2 separate regions of the Gossypium hirsutum genome follow, and region 1 is linked to region 2. Evidence: chromatin contacts called from public Hi-C data. All regions are on one chromosome and are shown on one strand. The core of a region is the stretch at or near the end of the contact, and the rest is flanking DNA. Distances in the headings are between cores, read along the strand shown. Region 1 overlaps LOC107945455 (ABC transporter D family member 1). Region 2 holds the start of LOC107945453 (oxidation resistance protein 1).

The links. Hi-C and Micro-C count contacts between places; a contact is called where the count stands out from the background.
Region 1: a contact with region 2 is called in a Hi-C map of leaf, with 2.2 times the contacts expected there. The contact joins the enhancer-like site here to the promoter of LOC107945453 in region 2. A contact is called at or near these places in 5 of 34 Hi-C or Micro-C datasets (anther, hypocotyl and leaf).

What each region holds. Positions count from the first base shown.
Region 1 is chrD12:16,113,038-16,120,094 of Gossypium_hirsutum_v2.1, reverse strand. It overlaps LOC107945455 (ABC transporter D family member 1), which reads left to right. Exons shown (of 26, transcript XM_041108527.1): 26 at 1-68. Among protein-coding and RNA genes, the nearest start is that of LOC107945455, 24 kb to the left of the region's middle. Within about 2 kb of position 3,109, at least 1 of the 9 cell types and tissues checked has an H3K27ac peak or open chromatin away from gene starts, as enhancers often do. A contact at or near this core is called in leaf, where this site is marked.
Region 2 is chrD12:16,064,642-16,071,332 of Gossypium_hirsutum_v2.1, reverse strand. LOC107945453 (oxidation resistance protein 1) reads left to right here and starts at 3,447. Exons shown (of 8, transcript XM_016879470.2): 1 at 3,447-4,139; 2 at 4,725-5,245; 3 at 5,369-5,441; 4 at 5,919-5,996; 5 at 6,096-6,159; 6 at 6,428-6,515; 7 at 6,685-6,691. The coding sequence starts at 4,026.

The DNA.
Region 1 (7,057 bases), core at 1,860-4,359, 49 kb before region 2:
ATGTTGTAAGAATTGACGCCTTAATTATTCTTGCCTAAAGAATAAGATACAAGGGAATAGATTATTTACATTTTTTTTTTATCTATTATCTTTATTTGATACGCGAACGGAGTCAAAAAGCCGTAGTAATGTGTTATTTTGTAAATATCAATTAAAGTGCAGCTCTTTAATATTAATTATTTATGGCATCTTGTGTGTGATAATTTATTTCACTAATTTAGTAATAATTTAGAAACAAATAATTGAAGTTTCCAAAAACAATTGGATTTTATAAATATTTGATTTTATGATATGAATTAAATAGAAAAGATATATCATGCATGCAATTGTTTTCCTTATCTCTGTTCTGTAGTCTATATTTTAGCTTCCTCTTTTCACTGTATTCAATTTTTAAATCAAGTTTTTCCATCCATTAAGTTTTTTATGTTCTCAGCACAGAGATTGATTTGTTTTTTTCCTCGTCGAGAAGTTAATCAGCATCTAAATTAGTGTAAAATTAGATTGATGTTTTAATAATTTATTTATTGAATATATTAATATAATTGTATTTCTCAAATCAATCTATTTTTATCATGCAAATTTAAAATCTTTTATTAAATTGACGGTTGAAAGTAAATTATATTAAATATTTTTTTATTCACAACTTGAGATTAGTGATGAGCAAAATTCGATTCAATTCAAAAAAAAAATTTGAAATCTGAGTTAAATGAATCGAGTTATTTAAGTTATTCGAGTTAACTTTTTTTTTTTAATTTTGAGTTCAAATTGAGTTTAATGTTGAAATTTGAATAACTCAAATAATTCGGCGAATTATGATTATTGCGTCACATTCCCAAAGAACAAAATTAAGTTGCAGATTGTATGGCAAAATAAGCTTTATCCTCTAGAGTTTATTTGCAATTTTTAGAATTTCCCCCTGTTATGGTCCAAAATTTCTTAGAATTGGAACAATCTAGGAGTTTTTTCTTAAACCTTTCGGATGAAATTAATTAGTTATTCCTGTTTGTCTTCAATAAAACAAAAATAATTTGAATAAACTAAATATCAACTTATAATATTTTACATTTTTACCACAAATCTCCAAACATTTTTACTTTTCCCTTAATACTGTTACTCCTTCTCACTTTTCCCCCATAGCTTTTACTCCCCTCCCATCCCACCTCTCATCTACTCCAAACCCATTTTCCCCCAATTTTTTTTTAATATTTTCCCCCTAAACTTTTACTTTTCACCCTTTACCCTTAAATAAAAAATTATCTAAAAAAATCCTTAAACCTAAATAGTAATAATTTTATTTATATCTACTATTTATATTATTAAATTAAATTTCACATTTTGTACTATTTTTATTATTGAATTGTTTAATCATATTAAATCTTTATAAATTTATGTTAAAATTAAATTATTGATGATGTCATAAAATATTTGTGTTAACATTTTATGTTGGTATTAATTTCACATTTTATCTTTAAAGTAAATTTTATTAAAAAATCACATTTTTTATATTTAATATATTTTTTAATTTCAAAATACATAGTGACAAAAATCAAAATATAATTGAAGCAACTAAGCAAGCAAAGAAGCTAACCCATATATAAAATATTAATAAATAAATTATGAGAAGATGAAACTTAATAACAAATCTGATTATAGTGGGTGACAATGGTTACAAAGATTCAAATTCTTTTTTTTTTAATTTAACTTGAACAAATATATTCAATTCAATTCGAATTCCATTTCACTTGACTTGATTCGAGAAAATTTCAAATCAAGTTAGGATGATAAAATAGGATTCTTCAACTCGATTAACTCGAAATTTTTTCATCGATTCGATCAATTGCTCACCCATTCTTGAGATGCATGATTTATTTAAGTATAATATTACAATAACACGGTCAAATTATTAAAATATCAATCGTACAAAAAGTAAAGTATAAAATTATTTTAATTTTATATTAGTATGAGTAGGGATGAGCATTCGATCGAATCGAGTGAAGAAATTTTGAGTTAATCAAGTTGACAAGTCTTATTTTATCATCTTAACTCGATTTGAAATTTTTCCGAATCAAGTCGAGTGAAATGAAATTCGAGTCGAATCGAATCAAGTGAAATTATTCAAGTTAAATTAAAAAGTTAAACATGTCAAATTAAAATCTTGTTACAGTATAACTAATTCCATGTTGGAGCACAAAAATTTGAAACCATATATATTTGACAAAAAATTCAAAGCAAAATAATAATAATAAATATTTTAATATAATAAATTAGAATCATTAATTAACTTATTTAGGTCCCAAAATTATTGTTCTAGAAAGTTTTTAACTTTCTTTATATATTTTTTAGGATTTTTTAAAAAAAATTAGAATTTTTTAAAAAATATAAATTTTGGAATTTTTATAAATGTTTTGAATTTTCAAAGTTATTTTGAATTTATGAAAATTATTTTGAATTATTTTGTAATTTTCACTAAAGGACCAATTTGCTCATTTTCAAACTTAACAGGGATCAAAAAAGTATTTATACAAATATGTTATTCGAATTATTTGAGTTATTCGAATTGTAAAATTTAACTAATTCCAACTCGAAACTCGAATTACTTATTCGAGTTGACTCGAATAATTCAAATAACTCAATTCGATTTTTTTTCGAATCAAATCGAATTTTACTCCCCTAACTATAACCTTTATAAATATTGCATATATAAATACGTATCTAATTTGTTGATTGAACCGTTGACGGAAAATAAAGGATTTGTGTTTCAGTTTTTAGTTCAAGAATATATTTGTACTTCAATTTTAACACAAAGTAACTGATATAAATATTTCTGAAAATTTTTTTTAAAAAAAAAAGGAAAACACCCAGAGAAAGCTGATATTTTTAAACTCACCCCATGAATATAATCGTCTTTACAAACTAAACTAATCCGTGGGTGTATATTATTTCCATCTCACTTGTCGTAATTGTATTATTATAGCAATGAATTCTTTTACCTTGAAATAATGAACAAGAATGAGAAACACAAATTTCTGATTGATTACACAAACTGATTTGATAATCGCTGCTGACTACACCCTACCCAAAACGCCCCGTTTCACTTACTCAATATGTCCCGTTTCATTTCATTCATTCTAAACGCCGTCATCTCATAATCTTTGAATCTTGCCCCGTAACAATGAATTCTTGGAAAGTGAAGGAAAAGTAACCCAAATTTATTATCAGGTTCATTTTCTTGAAAAACAAAATATAAAAGAACTGGATTTTGAGAAATGAAAATAAAAATATGTTAAAAACACAAAAAAATATTTCAATGTTTTACTTAAAAAAAAACTTTGCAAAATTAATTTACAACCCAAATTTTGCCCGGGGCCCAGATTAAACAAAATCCACAGTCCATTACAAAATTTAAACACAAATCAGCAAGCCCAACAAGCCCAAAATCACCCCAGCCCAACAAACCAAGTCAAACTAGGGTTTCAGAAAAGCTAAACCCTAGCCCTTCTGACGCTTGCCGCCGCAGCCACCTGCCTTCTACCACCGTGTTGCGAGACAAAAAAATTAGCAGGTCTTGTCAAGCATATACGGAGCGTTTTATGAATTAATGATACGGGGCGTTTTGGAGTATAACAGAACTTGGCCACGTCATTACGTTGTAACTTTTTTTAATTCTGCATGTTTTGCATGGTACCGATCATTGAGGAAATACAACAAAATTTTCTTTCTCTGCGTTCTCTCTTCTTCCTTCCTTCTTCCCTTCTATTTCTCTTCTTCAAATTATTCTGCAACAAAGGTATCAGAGCCTCTACGATCCCTTAAGATGACTGGTGATGGAGTATCTACTAGGCTACAGAAGGAAGTGGGCAGTTTACAACAGGAGATTTCAAAATTCCATGAGGAAATCGCTCGGGTGGAAGCAAAGTTGGAGCATCGGCTGCAGGATCTTAAATCGGAGTTGCAAGGAGATCTTCAAGCGCTGCTAGGTCAGTACTTTGGGCCCCCTCCGATAGGATCGTCGGCGAATGCTTCAGGGGATAAGGGCAAAGGGGTGTTGGGGGCTCCGCCTGGTTTCGTACCTAAGAACACGGAGTTACCCCAGATGCCAACAAATGGAGGCAGTGTACAGATGAAGGATTCTTCATTTGCGACTGGAGGTTCGGTGAATCATAGCCGATTGGAATGTCCCAAGTTCGATGGAACCGATTTTCGGGGTTGGTGGACCAAGTTGGAGCAGTATTTCAAAGCAGAGGAGGTACCGGACGTTAGCAAGGTTCGTTTGGTAATGCTGAACTTGGAAGGGCGAGCGTTGGAGTGGCATCATTTCTATTCTCAACAAAATGGTGGCCTGTAGATGCTGTCCTGGTCGCCATGCATCAAGAGTCTCCAGGATCATTTTGGTTGTGGATCTTTCGGGGATCCTATGAGAGAGTTGGTCAATCTGAAACAGCAAGGTACGGTTGAGCAGTTCCAAGATCTCTTTGTGGGGTTACTTAATCAATTGCATTTGCCTGAAAAGTATGCTCTTAGTATATTTCTAGGGAATTTGAAAACTGAAATAGGCCACTATTTAGATCTTTTCGCACCATCGACGTTAATGGAAGCCTTTCAATTAGCTAAAAAAATTGAAATATTAGTTTCCCACTCTAGGAAAGGGCCTTCGACATTGGGAGTTAATTTAACCAGAAATGTTAGCAGTCCTCCGGCTATATCGAGGCACTCTATTTTTTTCACAAAATCAGGGAGCAATGGTCAGGCGAGTACTAAGGTTTCATCCATGAATTCGGGGACTAGGAACATCTCTCCAGCATTGATAGCGGAAAGGAAGCAGAAGGGCCTATGTTATTGGTGTGGGGCTAAATATCAGGCGGGTCACAAGTGCATGAGATCGCAACTTTATCAAGTTTTATTGGAACCTTATTCGGAGTGAGAGAGCAAGGAGTTCCATGAATGTGCTGACAAGTTGGAAGAAAATGAGAATGATGGTGAGGGTATCAAAGCTCCTATCATTTCACTAAATTCTTTAACAGGGATGCAAGGGCATAATACGATGAGGATGGTTGCTAAAATGGGAACTCAGTGGGCCATTATTCTAGTCGATTCCGGAAGTACCCACAATTTTATAGACTCAAAATTGGTTCATAGGTTGTTTATACCAGTGGGACGACAAGAACAATTGAGAGTTTCTATGGCGAATGGGAGCTGCTTGTTTACTAGAGGTTTGTGTAAAGGGGTTACATGGGAAGTGCAGCAACATAAGTTTACCATGGACTTCATGGTGTTAGCCTTGAAAGGATGTGATATGGTATTGGGGGTGCAATGGTTATTAACTCTTGGGGATATCATGTGGAATTTTGGTTCTCTCACTATGCAGTTTAAGGTTGCAGGGGAATCTTGTATACTTCGAGGCATAGTTCCTGGTTCACTGGCGGTAGTGGACAGGGAAATTAAACCACGTTGTTTTACAGCAGTGGGGCAGTCAATAGGTCCTTTTACAGCAGTGTTGAGTTCACCCGAACAAGTAATACTTTCAACACCAGCAAACAAGGACCAGGGTAATCATCTCTAAGAACTGTTGAAGGAGTTTGATGACATCTTTCAGGTTCCAAAAGGGTTGCCACCTCGAAAGTTGCACGACCACAAGATTCCGTTAAGGGACGAGGGAGCAATAGTCAAAATGCGACCTTATAGGTATCCAACGTTCCAAAAAAATGAAATGGAGAAGCTCATTCAAGAAATGTTGCAGGCGGGGATCATTCGTGATAGTACCAGCTCCTTTGCTTCTCCCATTGTCATGGTCAAAAAGAAGGATGGTAGTTGGAGACTTTGCGTGGACTATAGGCAATTGAACCAACATACAGTCAAAGATAAGTTCCCTATTCTAGTGATTGAAGAATTGTTGGATGAACTAGGGGAGGCTAAGGTATTTTCTAAGCTGGACTTAAGGTTCGGTTATCATCAGATTCGTATGTGGGAGCCTGATGTGCATAAAACTACTTTCCGTACGCATGAAGGGCACTATGAATTTTTAGTGATGCCCTTTGGTCTCACTAATGCTCCATCAAGCTTCCAAGCCCTCATGAATTCCATCTTTAAATCGTTGCTGAGGAAATTTGTGCTGGTATTCTTTGACGACATTCTTGTTTACTCAAAGTCTACATCATTTAAGGTCAGTTTTGTTGATTTTAAGGGAGCAGCAGTTATATGCAAAGAAGAACAAGTGTTGTTTTGGATCCTCTCAAATTCATTACTTAGGCCACATCCTGCAAGAAGGAACAGTTTCCATGGATACTTCTAAAGTCGACTGCATACTTGCTTGGGCTACTCCACGGTCAGTGAAGGAACTACGTAGCTTCCTTGGCCTCACTGGGTACTATAGAAGGTTTATTAAGAACTATGGGACAATAGCTCGACCCTTAACCGATTTTTTAGAGAAAAATGGGTGGGAATGGTCTGATCGTGCTACCACAGCATTTCAGATGCTTAAACAAGCTATAAGTTCGGCTCCGGTATTGGCAATTCCAAATTTTGAGCTGGAATTCGTGGTCGATACAGACGCTAGTGGGGTTGGCACTGGGGCGGTGCTACAGCAGCAAGGAAGACCGATTGCTTTCTTTAGCAAGGCTCTCGGGTTACGCCATCAAGCTTTGTCGATCTATGAAAAGGAGATGATGGCAGTGTTGTTGGCGGTTCGGAAGTGGCATCCCTATTTGGTTAGCCGACACTTTAAAATCAGAACTGACCACCAAAGTCTACGGTTTGTAACAGATCAAATGGCGGTTACACCGTACCAACAGAGGTGGGTAGCGAAGATGTTGGGATATGATTTTGAAATATCATACAGGAAGGGGATTAATAACACGGTGACGGACGCTCTTTCTCGACAACCACAGTTCAACCAGAACCAATATTTTCAGATGTCGACTAGTTCGGTTATCTCGGGTCTTTTGGAGCAGGTACAACAGTCATATGTGTTGGATGACAAACTACAAAGGCTCATTCAGAAGTTTTTACAATCCCGAAATACTGACCCCAAGTATTCTTGGGATGGTCATTTTTTATTTAG
Region 2 (6,691 bases), core at 2,198-4,697:
TTGTTTTGTTTGTTTTTTTTTTGGTGCAGAACGTGCTAAAATCCAACCTAAGCTCTGATTACCACTTAATATGGCATTGCTTATCGAAACAACGAACCTTGAAGGATTGCGGATCTAGGATTATAACAAACATCCTTTCTGCAGCATAAACAACACACAAACAAAACAAAAGAAAGGGAACAAAATTCAAAATTGGAGACGAAAAACTCGAAAGAACCTGCACAATAGACTATGCAAACCCGAATCGAATATGTTTCATGTCGAAGGACTTGGACCCTCTAGATAGCAATCTAGGAACCCTAAGTATCAAGGAAATTTTGACACGACAAACTAAGTCTGAAATGTCAAAAAAAAGTTCAATGAAGAACCAAAATTGAGAGAAAATTCTCACAAGTATTTGTTTAATAAAAATCATCTAACCAGATTACATTGTTTGAACATCTATTTATAAGTACAAGGAAGGGGTTGTCGAATTTGAACTTGTGGCTGTAAATAAAGAATTCAAATTTGAATATGAATGAGTTATATCCTCTCTTGGCGCCATCAAATACTAGCCACACATTTAATATGTGTGAAATGTTTTTGAATTCAAACATTTGAACTCTTGTTCTTATCCAAAACGTTTGAAATTCAAACATTTGAACTCTTGTTCTTATCCCTTTGAATTTGGCATCATATGTAGAAAAGAGGGCTGATTTCGGCCACACATGCACACACATGTGTCAAGGCTGTTACGTGTGTTATTTGTATGCTGGGATGCCACCTAGGTTGCCACGTGTGTATGGGACACTCCCCGATACGTAGGACACCTTCCAACTACTTTTGGACTTGTCAGCTAGAGTTGAGCTACTGGAGCTGAAATTGAGCTAGCTGGAAATGTACTGAGCTGAAATGAGATGGAAACAAACTTTCAGAACTATTTCGAGCTGAGAAGAGCTGCACGCACATATTTGAGCTTCAACCAAGCTAGAAATGATGCCTTAAGCTGCTGTCCATTATTGTACCTATATCAAAACATATCAAACTTCCATCAAAGTCTGGTAAATTTAATGGAAAACACAATTACAAGCTGGAACACTTGCAATTCTTATTCTTTAACACACTTACAATTTAGAAACAACTTAGAAACAATACAAATACTATCAACCCAATTGCAGAAACGTACTTAGCATAACATAGACATACTTAAACACTTGAACTAGTAATATAACCGAGATATGTCACATATCAGCATGCAACATGTTATAAAGCCTATGTTCTAAGGCATGAACATGATCGAATGAATTTGGAATCGTAGCACAAGTAGGAACAAGACTTCCCTGAATTTCTTTGCCTTAGAACGGGTAATAGGTCCTAATGGTAAGACCTCCGGATCGGTTTGCCTTGGTGGCGTAAATGTGCTCACATCAGTAGCATTGGGAGCTAAATGCTTCAGTATATAGTAACTTTGTATTTGTTATTTTATGAGTCTAGTTCGTATTATAAATGTACTCATGTGATCTGCAACAGGCAAAGCATATCATTACCGCATTGTCCTACATTAAAATGTCAATTGATAGAGCTTTTCATTTAGAAAATAAGATTGGAGTTCATATCTTAACATGAAATTCTTTCAAGTTTTTCATCTCACAAAGTAAAACACGAACCTAAAATTAGAGCATCAATTTGCACACAAAAAAATGACATGCAAAATTGGTATTATGCAGTGATTTTAACGACCCTAATATTTGGCCCCTAGTAAGACCCTAAATTTGATCGGTCATTGCATTTCCAATGAAAGGGGTTATTTGAAGTTACCATTTTGGGTGCTTATTTGAAACATCTTTTTATTATGAATGAAAACTATGACTTCATCCCAAGTGAGCATTTGGGAGGCAAGCCTCGAAGACATGCTTTGTAGGGTGGAAAAAAAAAGGAAAAGGAAACCAACCATCACTGAAAGGGTCTCAAAGGATTGTTGGATATAACTTGTTGGTGATTACGTAACATGTTTCTAGTGGGTTAATGGCTAGACTGAGACTGAAAGAGAGTGAAGGGAACTATTTTCTTTTTGGGAGAAAACAAAGGGAACACTTTATGTAAATTGAATGATCATTCAGTTTATAATATTTAGGGAGACCCAAATTGTTGATTTGGATGATGCTAGATATCCTTTAGATGGGCAGTGAGATTAAAAGTAGTGATGGTGAGATTAGTCAGTGTAACGGTGAGAATAAAATCAACAGTAGAATAGTGTTTGTATTCAAACACAATTGTAGCAGTGAGATGAAAATAAGAAATGGCTATTGAGGGCATTAGTTTAAAATGGAGTTATAGCTATTAAGGGCATTAGTTTAAAATGGAGTTATATAGGGAAATTATTTAATATACTGTTAGTAGAGTTTTTAGACTCCACAAGCAATATTAGAGGGTTGAAAAGTATCTTATAAGGATATAGTAAAAGATTAAAAAAATATTTTTTTTAAAAAAGACACATATCAATTTTTTAAGACGGCTGGTGCAATAAAAAAGTATATTGTCAATATACTAAATACTCACCCTATAATATAATAAATAATTATTTAAAAGCATTTTATATGAAATATTAAATTACACTTTTGTTAAATAACAATTAAAAATATTAAAACCATTTTATGAATTTTATAAGATTATTTATTTGATGAATTATATATAGAAATATTAAACTATGGTGGGATATGCATTTCTCAATTATTTCACTTTTTTTTACCAAAATTATACAAATTTATTAATTTGCTGAATTTTAGATACAAATGTTTATTACTTTTATTAGAAAAATGAAGATTGTGTGGCTGGGTTATTATTCTTAGAACAAAAGGAGGGTCATAATTGTCAAATAAGAAGCCAATGTTTGTGAAATGCAAGCCAATGAGTTCACTGGAGGTAAAAGGTTCAGTAAAAAAATTCAGTTTCAGTGGATGAAACTCACTCCACTGCTATCATCCAAAGGAAAGATACTTGTGAGATTAAACAAAAAAGGAGTCTAGACAGACCTCGTTGGTGTGAACTGTGCATATCATTGTCCTCGATTCATTGCTTGAGTGACTTCTCCTTTTTTTTCTTTTTGTCCTTTTGGTTTTCATTAAAAAAATAAAAAAATCTTTTAAAAAAATTGAAAGTCAACAACTAAAGATAATTAATTACAATATTAATATCTTCTGTTAATTATATATAATTTTAATTCATATAATAACAAATTTAGTCTTAAATATTTATATATTTTTATCATTTTGATCATAATTCTAAAAATATAATAAATTTAACCTCAACATTTATACACTTATACAAATGTTGTTGATTAAATTTGTTAAATTAAAATTAAATTGATAAAATATATAAACTTTGAGGGATAAATTTATTATTATATAAATTAAAATCATGTAAGAAAATATTAAAATTGTGATCCATTGTTCTTACTTGCTCAATTTCAAAATTAACATAAATTTAGATCTGATTTTATGACACAGGCCATTTTGTTAAATTTGGTTTAAAAAAAAAAGGTTTTTGTATGGAAAAACACAGCCATGGCGACTTGATTTTATGAGACGGGTCAGTTTATTAATTTTGGTAATTAAAAAAAAATTGCTATATGGAAAAACACAGCCCTGGCAACTCCACTGGGGATCAAACCCAGAATCTCTGGTTCCGTAGATCAGCGCCTTATCCATTGGGCAGAAACCAGGCTATCTGCCCATAAGGATTTACTTTAAGCATACTCTTTCTCCTTTGCTCCGGCTACCAAAATGAAAGGGAAAGGAAAGGAAGTGGGTAATATGGTTTCTCCTTTAATATGTGATATTTTATTATTATTTCAATTATGCTGCTTTTGTAGCTGAATTTGGTAGAAGCCAGCCAAAAGAAGTTGTTTTCTTTGTTCTTTTTTTGAGAATATGAATGGAATATAGAATCAGACACCACTCAAATCGACAGACAAAAAAGCTAGGAAGCTGTGGTGTAAAATATCTGTCTTTCGGGGGTGAATTGGATTGGATATTAAAAGGAAGGAAATGGGAATGAAAAAGTCTTTGAGGAACAAAGCTGTTCACTTTGTAACTGATCTTACCACTGGCCTTCTTAACCCCATTTCTGATAAATCCTCCTCGCCTCTCCACCCTCCTCCTGTAAGTCTCTCTCTCTCTCTCTTTGCTTTATCTTGAGAATGCTTCTTCCTCCCCCCCCCACCCCCTCCTTATTTATGCTTTTGAGTGCTTATCACAATTATGATCATCAACGATGATGTTTGCCATTGTTCTTCTGTTTAGTCAACATCCCAAATAATGTTTAATTGTGGGCAGCTTAGATATAGATTTTTCATATGCTTTAGATTGTTTTGATTTTTCATGTTTTCAATGTATTTGATTGGGTTTTGCAAGGTTGCATCTTTTATTTTCCTTCCTAATTATCATTATTGTTTGTTTTCTTCTCTTTTTCCCCTTTCTTTTTTGGGTCTTGGTTAATCATTTCTTGAGATTAGGATTATTGAACTGATTGTGGAAATTCTTTGTTTGAACTTCAGCTATGGTTTAAAAGTTCAGGTTCTATTGTATTGTGATTTGAAACTTATCTCCATTGAAAAAACTTGCATTAAGAATCTCAACCTTGTCAAAGAATAAAAAGGTCTATGACTACTGAGTAGTTAATCTGTTTTGAAGTATTACTAAGTTACTCTGTTGAAAGCCTGCAATCACGTACGATCTTTGTGGTAGGAAAATTTGAGTGAGTCAAAAAGAAGCCAACTAGAGAAAGAGTTAATCAGCAAGGAGGATGGGGATCTAGTTGATGGCCCTGATACGTCTTCTTTTACTGCATTCCTCTGTTCACTGTTGTCTTCTTCGGAATCAGGTCACGATTTGAATCAGGCTGAGCAGAATGATAATCAAGAAGAAACTGGTGATTCATCCGACAACATAATGAAAGAGAATGGTAGAAGGAAAAGCTTACTTTCTAGAGGTAAGCAATCACTTAGAGCTCTTTACCAAGCTACTAGGATCAGTGGAAACAAAAATAAAGACAAGGGCGATTCTGACGTGAAAAGTGACGATGAGGGTGATGCTAAGTTCGATGGGATCGAGATGAGACATATGCAAAATGTTAAGGAGCTTTTGGCTTTGGGAGAACTTCCTGAATCTTCTGAACCGTCATTGCTTCTTACAGAGAAAACAAGAAATGCCCTTTATGCATCACTTCCTGCAATTGTTCAAGGGAGAAAGTGGTTATTGCTCTACAGGTGAATACCGTTGTTTCTCGGTTTCATGGATCGACTTTGGTGTTTCATTTGGATATATAATTTTGCTTATACCGAGAAATAGCTATTTTTCCTTCATTGATATATCTCTGTTGGCCTTCATAGTACATGGAGGCATGGTATATCACTGTCAACATTGTACCGAAGAAGCATGCTCTGGCCTGGTCTCAGTTTGTTGGTAATGGTTAAATGACTTTCTCTTGTTACTTTTTTTTTTTCTTTTTTCTATTCTTTCACAGCATATTTTAAGTCTTCAATGCAGTCATCCTTAATACTTATCTGGAATGTCATTGCCATGGATCCATGGTCCAAGTATTAGTTGGACATGCCTGTATCGTTAACTTAATGAATTTTTATATTCTGAGAACTCATTCTATGTTATGCGGCTATGTCTACTGATCTCTGTATTCTTGAACCCTTTTTCCAATTCATATTCAGTTTTTGCATTTCATCTTTTATACCAATGATGTGTTGACTTCAAATCCAATTGTCTTTTATCTATGCTTGAAGAAGGAATTTCAGAAGCTATAAACATGCTTGATGTCAGATTCCTTATTGCAGTTATTTTCCCAGTGCTAGTCCTTAGGCAAGGAAATCATTCATATTTTCTGAGCACTTAGGTCAAGGGCTCACAGCATTTTGTTTTATCTTATAGGTTGTTGGAGACCGTAAAGGTGCAGTGTTTGGTGGTCTGGTTGAGGCACCCCTAAAACCAACTAATAAGAAATACCAGGTGATGCTAGAAAACACCCTTTTTTTTTCTTTTTCTTTTTTTTGTATCCACCAATATTTTGTATAAATATATTCACATTTCATTTTGATTTTTGAACAGGGAACAAATAGTACCTTTGTTTTCACGGATAGACCCGGGGACCCAGTTATATTCCGTCCTACAGGTATTCCCATCTTTGTCTACCATTTCCATTGTCATATATATTGATTACAAGCTGTTCAAACATCAGAGTATGCTAGAGCTGAAAATGTTACTATGGAATGATGTTTGTGTTTTAGAACACAAGTAGATTGACTACTGAAATGACATAAGTATATTAATCTGGTCTACTTGGGGCTTTAACTGAAGATTGGCTCTTCTGGCTTTCTTTTGTATTTAAAACAGTTCCTGTCTAAGGAAACTTGGTATATCTAACTGCAAATGTGGAACAGGTGCAAATCGATATTTCACTCTGTGTTCCACTGAGTTTCTGGCAATTGGTGGTGGTGGCCATTTTGCGCTCTATCTAGATAGTGATCTGTGAGATATATGTCCTCTCTGGTTCCTTTTTTATATTTAAAAAATACAGAAGCCCTCAACCCCCCCCCCCTTTTTCTTTCTTTCTTCTTTAAAATAGAATTCTTTTATTAATTACAATAAGTTTGATACGAAACAATGCTTTTTGATATGTCCCAAATTTTATGTAAAGCTTGAAT